2 separate regions of the Mus musculus genome follow, and region 1 is linked to region 2. Evidence: chromatin contacts called from public HiChIP or PLAC-seq data. All regions are on one chromosome and are shown on one strand. Each heading gives the region's core, a stretch centred on a gene start, on an enhancer-like site or on the middle of the called end of the contact. The rest is flanking DNA. Distances are from core to core; before and after follow the strand shown.

What was found. HiChIP or PLAC-seq counts read pairs in DNA pulled down with a chosen protein or histone mark.
Region 1: a contact with region 2 is called in an H3K4me3 HiChIP or PLAC-seq map of embryonic limb bud, with 2.3 times the contacts expected there. The contact joins the enhancer-like site here to the promoter of Prrx1 in region 2. A contact is called at or near these places in 5 of 39 promoter capture datasets (embryonic stem cells, frontonasal cranial neural crest, hematopoietic stem and progenitor cells and 2 more), 1 of 484 Hi-C or Micro-C datasets (nephron progenitors) and 1 of 115 datasets of contacts at active chromatin or transcription factors (embryonic limb bud).

Annotation. Positions count from the first base shown.
Region 1 is chr1:163,421,963-163,425,795 of GRCm38.p6, forward strand. No RefSeq gene overlaps it. Among named protein-coding and RNA genes, the nearest start is that of Gorab, 20 kb to the left of the region's middle. Within about 2 kb of position 1,934, at least 29 of the 459 cell types and tissues checked have an H3K27ac peak or open chromatin away from gene starts, as enhancers often do. A contact at or near this core is called in embryonic limb bud, where this site is marked.
Region 2 is chr1:163,312,114-163,315,598 of GRCm38.p6, forward strand. It overlaps Prrx1 (paired related homeobox 1), which reads right to left and starts at 1,537. Exons shown (of 4, transcript NM_011127.2): 1 at 282-1,537. The coding sequence starts at 522.

The DNA of each region.
Region 1 (3,833 bases), core at 684-3,183, 110 kb after region 2:
CCAGCAACTACATGGTGGCTCATAACCATCTATAATGAAATCTGGTGCACTCTCCAGGGATGCATGCATATATATATATATATATATATATATATATATATATACATATATATATATATATCAAATCTTTTTAAAAAGTGTGCAGGAGTCAAATATAACAGTCTACAACCAGTTCTTTGGTTGCTGTTTGTTTTCTTGCTTTTAAAGGAAGGGGATAATTTTTGAGACAAGGAAGTGAGAGAATCTAAGAAATAATTGTTGGTACTCACCATTGAAGATTTGATGGGCTTTTAGGGAAATGTAATGATTAATCAAAACATGTGATTATTAGGGAAGTCCTGGATGTGAGAAACTGTGGAATAGTAAAAGCTCATGATGTGGGTGGTAAGATGTGGCTTCCCTCCTCAGAGACCTGGTTTATGGATGGCTGGTTTTGAGTTTCAGGTTATCTGGGCTATAAAGCCCTGTATCCACTGGTAAGTATCACCCGGATCTTCCTTCTCATCAGAACATCCAGTAATTAAATATTACCTCAAAAGGACACACAGAGAGTGGATGTGTACATTGGGGAACTTGCGGGGGGGGGGGGGAGTTGCAGTGTGATTATTTGTATCACCCACTGCTCAGAATGGACAATGCACATGGGCCACAGACACCAAGTGTCATGATTTTATTAAGTGAAAAAGGGAGTTTTGCTAAACTGAAACTGTCACTGAGGCTGAGAAGAGAAGCCACCTGAGCACTTTCTGCCCAGGGTTGTTGTGAGGCTCTCAGAATAAGACTTAGGAACAAGGACTCAGTCTGTTTCAGCTGCTGTAACAAAATTGCATAAATGAGGTGGCTTAAGGAATAAACATTTGTTTCTCACCTCTCCGGATGATGGAAGTTCAGATCCAGTTTGGATTTCTGATGAGAGTCCTCTTTCTGGTGTATGGATAGATGAAAATAAAGAGAAGTAAAGAAGGGGGTAGAGAAGAGAGAAAAGGGCGAGGAAGAGGAAGAGGAAGAGGAGAGGGAAATCCAACTCTAGTTCAGAACTCAAAAACTATTATTTCCCCAAATACCCTTGCCAAACTCTGTCACACCGAGGATTCGGTTTTTAATATACGAATTCTGGAGGATGCAAGTATTTGACCCACAGCAAGTGGGTTTAAATTATTCTCCATCTGGTCCCAAGGAGACACAAAAACAGGTGACACTATGCAAGTAAGGTGCTTAGAATGTCTCTCACAGGAAAATGTGGACCAGTAGCCTTCTACTTTCTCCTTCAAATACACATCACTTTCCCAACCTCAACAAATAAAGTCCACACTTCCATTTTATTAAAATCTCTACCAAGGTTTCAAAGGGACTTGCTGAATTACCAGAGCTTGGGTCAAATTATTCTGTATCTATTTACTGAGCCAGGAAAAGGTATGACAAGAGAGACAGGGTACGAAGGATGTGTAAGGGGAGAGAAACATTTCAAAGTATTTTCAGTGATGCTTCAAGCTCTCTTGAAACTTGAGAGTAAGATAAGGCTACGTATTTCTGTGTGGTTCATTGGAACTTTCCTGTCAACCTAACCCACCTAACCTCTGTCACCAGAAGGCAATGTGCTGGCAAACTGACCTTAAACGCTGAAGGTTGGCGAACCCCAGCCAATGCCTCAGGGTGGGACAGAACCCAGGCGCCAAGCAGTATCCTGGGCTGCTAATTTGCTGGACACACAGAGCCCTGTTCTGTAACCTCCCCCTAGGTTGTGGGTGAGTGGAACCCATTAACATTTAAAAATATTTGCAGAAATCAGAGGGGGGAAAAGGTATTTCTGGAGGGGCAGTACGCAGAGCACTCTTACGCTTGCCAAAGTTTGCTGGCATGGCTCAGGCTTTGATAGAGAACATCTGGGTGGCTGCGGCTGCTGCATATAGATGGGGCAGAGGGCAGGAAACAAAGGGGGCTTGTGAGAGAATGCTGAGGGAATGCTCTTTGTAAGAGAGAAGGCCGTGGTACCTATCCTGTGTTTAGCAGGGAAGGGGAGAAAGAAGAAAGAGAGAGAGAGAGAGAGAGAGAGAGAGAGAGAGAGAGAGAGAGACAGAGACAGAGAGACAGAGAGACAGAGAGACAGAGAGACAGAGAGACAGAGAGAGAGAGAGAGAGAGAGAGAGAGAGAGAGAGAGAGAGAGGTTTTGCCCTCATGTTGCTTTGGTCGCGAATTCTAGAAGCTGTGATGACTGAGGACCAGCCAGTGGTTTCCCTGGCTAAATAGGCAAGAGCACTGCAGCCGCAGCATCCTAATGAGGCTCCTTCTCTTGGAGCTTCTTTGGAAACCCATATGCAAAAGAGAGGAGGGAGGATTCTGTTTGAATGGAGACAGGTTTGTCATGGCTTCCTCCACTGCTGATTTCATTTATTCAACAAGACAAAATGAGACACCGATCAGGACCAAGTAGGCTTCAAACACAGAAGTGCTTTTATTAACTTCAGGTTAGGGTCAGGTCGTTGAAAAAAATCTATCATCCGTGAACAGACATTGTCTTGCATTCTGCCTTAGCCACCTCACTTTACCCAGCTTGCATGCATATATAAGAGACGTCTCTGTTCAGACATCTAGGGGAGAGCCGATGTGGATCACCTGGTATGCCTGTTGTACAGATAACAATTGTGCATACAGGCGAGCCTATGCATTCCTACACAGGCTTCAGTTGTAATGCCTTTCCTCCCTTCCTCCCTTTGGTGTCTTTTTGTTGCTCACTTTCTGTCAGGATTAGTTTTTGTCAATTTGACACAAACCTAGCACACCTGGGAGGAAGGCATTTCACTTGAGAAATTGCCTCCATCAGATTGTCCTGTGAGCATGTCTGTGGGCATTTTCTTGATAGCTGATTGATATGGGAGGATCCAGCCCACTATGGACGGTGCTGGCCCTGGGCATCTGTTCCTGGGCTGGATAAGAAAGATAGCTGAGCAAGTGGGAGCAGCTTTCCTCCACGGTGCCTGCCTCTGCTCCTTCTTAAGTTCTTGCCCTAACTTCCCTCTGTGATGAACAGTAATCAGAGCATATAATTCCAGTCAAGCCTCCTCCTCCAAATTGCTTTTGCTGAGTGTTTTTATCATAGTTAACTAGGACCCTTTCTGACCAAGCTCCAGAGAAATCAGTCTCCTGGGTCTAATGCTTATCTTCTCTGGGAATTGATTGGGGCCCAAGCATTGGCAGCTGAATCTGGGATATGGTCATGATGGCAGTGGGACTTACAACAACTGGCCTAAACATCCTGGGCTTGTGAAAACTTCAGATGAATTGCACTCATTCAGCAAGCAAGAAAAAAAAAGTGTCTACTGTGTTGTGGGCTCTAGAGGGCATCATTTTGAGTAAATCCATCCTTATTTTGTAGTTCTGAGGGGCGTTAAATGATGTACTCAGTACATCAAATAGGACAATAATCTGTCCTGCTTGAGAACTGGTAAGCAAAGTTTACTTCATTAAAATCCCTTTATTGATGTGGCTTCAAAAATAGTCTTCTAGAATAACTCATCCGCACTGTTTTTAAACTTTTAAAAAATAGATCTCATGTTCTCCTATTCTAAAGCTGGTAGTAAAAGGCTAAGCGTACCCTGGGGCTTTGATTTCACATGCTCTTGTGTCTACAGTGCATGTGTGTGCACTTGGGATAATATTCTAAGCTAGATCAACTAGGCTTTACAGGGTCAGGTTTTTTATTTTATTTTATTCTAGGGACATGGTTCCTCTGTGTAGCCCTGGCTGTCCTGGAACACACTCTGTAGACCAGACTGGCCTCCAACTCAGATATTCACCTGCCTCTGCCTCCCAAGTGCTGGCATGTGCCACCACT
Region 2 (3,485 bases), core at 287-2,786:
AGTGGTGGCCGCAGAATCCCTGCATGGGATCCCCTGGCCTCCCAGCGTCCCTGGGCCTCCGGGTCTCTCTCCAGCGCCCGCTTGGCTTACAGCATTGGGGGAGCCCTCTTTTTCTCATCGGTCTTTCTGCGATCAGCAACCAGCCACTTTTCCCAGGACTCCTAACTTCTTAACGCCTTGTCTCCCCGAAACCGAAGCCTGGAACACGCTCCCGCCGCCCTCCCCGGGCCTCCACCCTGTGTCCCCAGCGCACACTCCCCGGAGCACGCGCCCTCACTCACTGTCCTGCTGAGGGGTGTCGCTGCCACTGGTCAGTCCCGGTGACTCCAGCAGGCTCCGGCCCGCCTCGCCCACACTTTCGTCTGCTTGTGCCGCCACCATGTCCCCGGCCTCCTCCAGGTCTAGCAGGTGACTGACGGAGAAGTTCTTTTTCGCCTGCAGGGTGTCGAGGTTGCCCGGGCTGTCCAAGCGGCCGCCCAGCGCCGGTTGCCGCTCCAGAACGTGCCCGTAGCTGGAGGTCATGGTCTCCCCTCCAATCCCACCCACCCCCCTCTTCCCGCTCGAATCAACACCAAACGCTGTGGGCGTGAGGGGGGAGAGGAGCCGAGTGGGGAAGAAAGAGGGGGGAGTGGAGAGAGAGAGAGAGAGAGAGAGAGAGAGAGAGAGAGAGAGAGAAACAGAGGGTGGGACCCCTTCTGAAGTGTAGAACTTTCGGGACAAGTAACTTTCCCTGCAGCCTCGGTTACTTCGCTAAAGCCAAGTCCAGCGCGGTCCAGAGAGATAATCCACACCAAAAAGTTCAAAAATAAAAACAAAACAAACAACCTATGCTTAGATCAAAAAGAAAAAAAATATCCCTTTCAACTCTTAAAAAGCGTCCACTCGCAGACACTAAAAATAATAATAAGGGGGAGCGAGGAAAGGGGAGGCCAGCGGGGCGGGGGAGTTAGGCAAACAGAAGAGAGAAGAAGGGGTGGAGAGAAGAATCAAAGTGGCTTTAAAAAAATTAGAGAAAGAGGTTAAAAAAAGTTATTCCCCCGGCAAGAGTTCAAGCGCCAACAGAAGAAGGCTTGTTCCAGCTTTAAAATGTCTTCAAGAAAGCGCGTTCCCCCTCTCTGCACTCCTGTGGATTCTCGGGAGTGACTAGAATTTCAGGAGAGTGATGTCTTGCAGATGTATTAGAGAGCAGGATTCTCACTTTACTCTTCGTAAGGAGGAAAAAAAAATAAGAAATAAAGAAGCGGGGCTTCAAGAGTCTGCAGAAGGGTGGCGGTCCCCCTTCCCTCCGCTCTCTCCCCCTTCTCCGTGCGGAGCTCCTTTTCCCTTCTCAGTTGGATCAAGAAGCTCTCTGGCACTTCAAAAGGCACAGGCTGGCATGGAGAGGAGGCTTTGTAGGGAATACAAGAAAATTGGAGACCCCTGGGAGGGCAGATCTCCACTTAATAGGAGCCTGTAATTACGTGGCAAAGCCTTTGTGCGGCGCCTGACGTTTTACAGACCCCCTTTCTCCATCACAATCTCCTACCTCCTTTTCCTCGGACCGAAAAAACAGTCTGATTAAGAAAACCCCTTTGCCAACATCAGAGCCAGAGAGAAAGGGAGAGGGAGGGAGCAAGAGAGGAGGAGGGAGGGAGGAAGGAGGGAGGGAGGGAAAAGGGAGGGAAGCTAAGGAGAGAGCCCCTTTGGATTTTTAAAATAAAGGTCTAATTATCATTCCCTTGCAGTAGTATCACAGAGAGAAAAGTGCCCGAAACCCGCAGTCACTTTAAAACGGGGCTGATTATTTTGTTTCAGCATTAACTCCTCCGGATTTGTTTGAGATCCTCTTGGAATATCTCATTTGCATGTTTTGATAACAGCTGAGGGCAAACTTGTTAGGAAAAGAAAAAAGAAAAAGGAACAGGGAAAAGATGCACATCTATAACAGTCAAATCTGCGGCTGCACCGCCCCCCAGTAACTTTTCCTGCAGCTTTGTTTTGGCGGAGAGCGCAGGGAGAGTCTGAGACTGAACGGCAAAAAAGAGCAAGCCTATTAAAGCTCGTTTGGCTCTGTAGAGACAGCCTATTAAATAATGTAATAAAATAACAAGAGCGATAATAACGGGAGGCTCTCTACGATCTAAAGACGGCTTGGGCAGATCCAGAAGTCTTCAGCTTCGAATGGATTCGAGACTTTCGCTGCCACCAGAAATCCCCAGGCTTCAGACAGTAGAAAATTTACATATTCATTAAACCAGAAGAAAGTCCGTCCTGATAATTCCCCTACCTTTGCCAATGTTCTAATTTCTTGCTCGTAGCCGAGGCTGCCCCAGATCAGAGCAGACAGGAACACTGGGGCTGAAGAAGTTGGGGGGAGCAGGAGGAGCTGGGGGTGGGGTGGGCTCTGTGCTAATCTGTATCCAGTTCGGTGAGGCCCTGGCAAACACAGAGACTGAGGAAGGTCGAAGTCTATGACCAGGCTTGACAGAGGGCAGAGCGGTGCTGGACGGTGTTTTCATGACCTGTTGGAATCTGGTAACAGCTTTAATAGTCTCATTAGGAATGAGTTACTATATGGCCAGTAAGTAAAATAGTATGTGCTTATTTGTGGCGTTTTATGTTCTTTAAACACACACATACATACGTTTCCCCTCGCTCCCCTGATTGCTAGATTTCCCCTTCTCCTGTAGCTATGAGATTGAATTGAAAAGAAGGAAGGGTCCCAGTGTGTATAAATGGTTTCTGTGCTCCAAACGGCCATAGTTAGCCCAGAACTTCCAGCCCTGATCTGGGAAAAGAACATTTGATGCCATCAAAGGGCTGTAGATTGAAACCAGATGTGCGCGCCTCGGTTCTTTCCATGCATTTAATTAAGGAGCCAGGATGGAGGAGACTTTTTCATCATTAGTCCACCCGCCGCCCCCTCCTTTTTCCACCCCTCGCCTCGCTCCAGCCACTCGTGCCGTGCCCCCGACCGGCAGCCCCCAGCCCCGCCAAAGTGCTCTGGTCGCCCCTGCTCGGCAGCTCAGGCTCTGAGCCGCGAAGGTTTGTCTGCCGGAGGGCATCTAAGCCAGAAGAGCTGGTTCTTGCGCTGGGGACTTGCCCGTGGGTGGGCCAGACAGAGTGGGGACTTGAGTATCCTGAGGTGCTTTCGGAGATGCCAACGGTGAGACTCCTAGAGCCTAAAGTGCCTGGAGTGGAAGCGACTCGATGGTCAGGTTAAAGTGGCATATTTCCACCGGTGTCTCTGGAACTCTCTGCTCCCTTAGGGGAAAGGAGACACCCTTTCTCTCTTCCTAAGGCCAGACAGCATCAGTCTCTCCCATATCTTCTCAGACTGGAGGCTCATGCGCTCCATCTTTACTTACACAGATGGATTCCTTTTTCTTTCAGACGTGAGGATTGCCATTTGTGACCAAATCCTGAGTAAAAGATCAGGACTTCTAGCACCCTAGATATTGCCTCCAAGAAGTATCCTTGTTTCTGTTTGCAGCCAGTATGGTTGA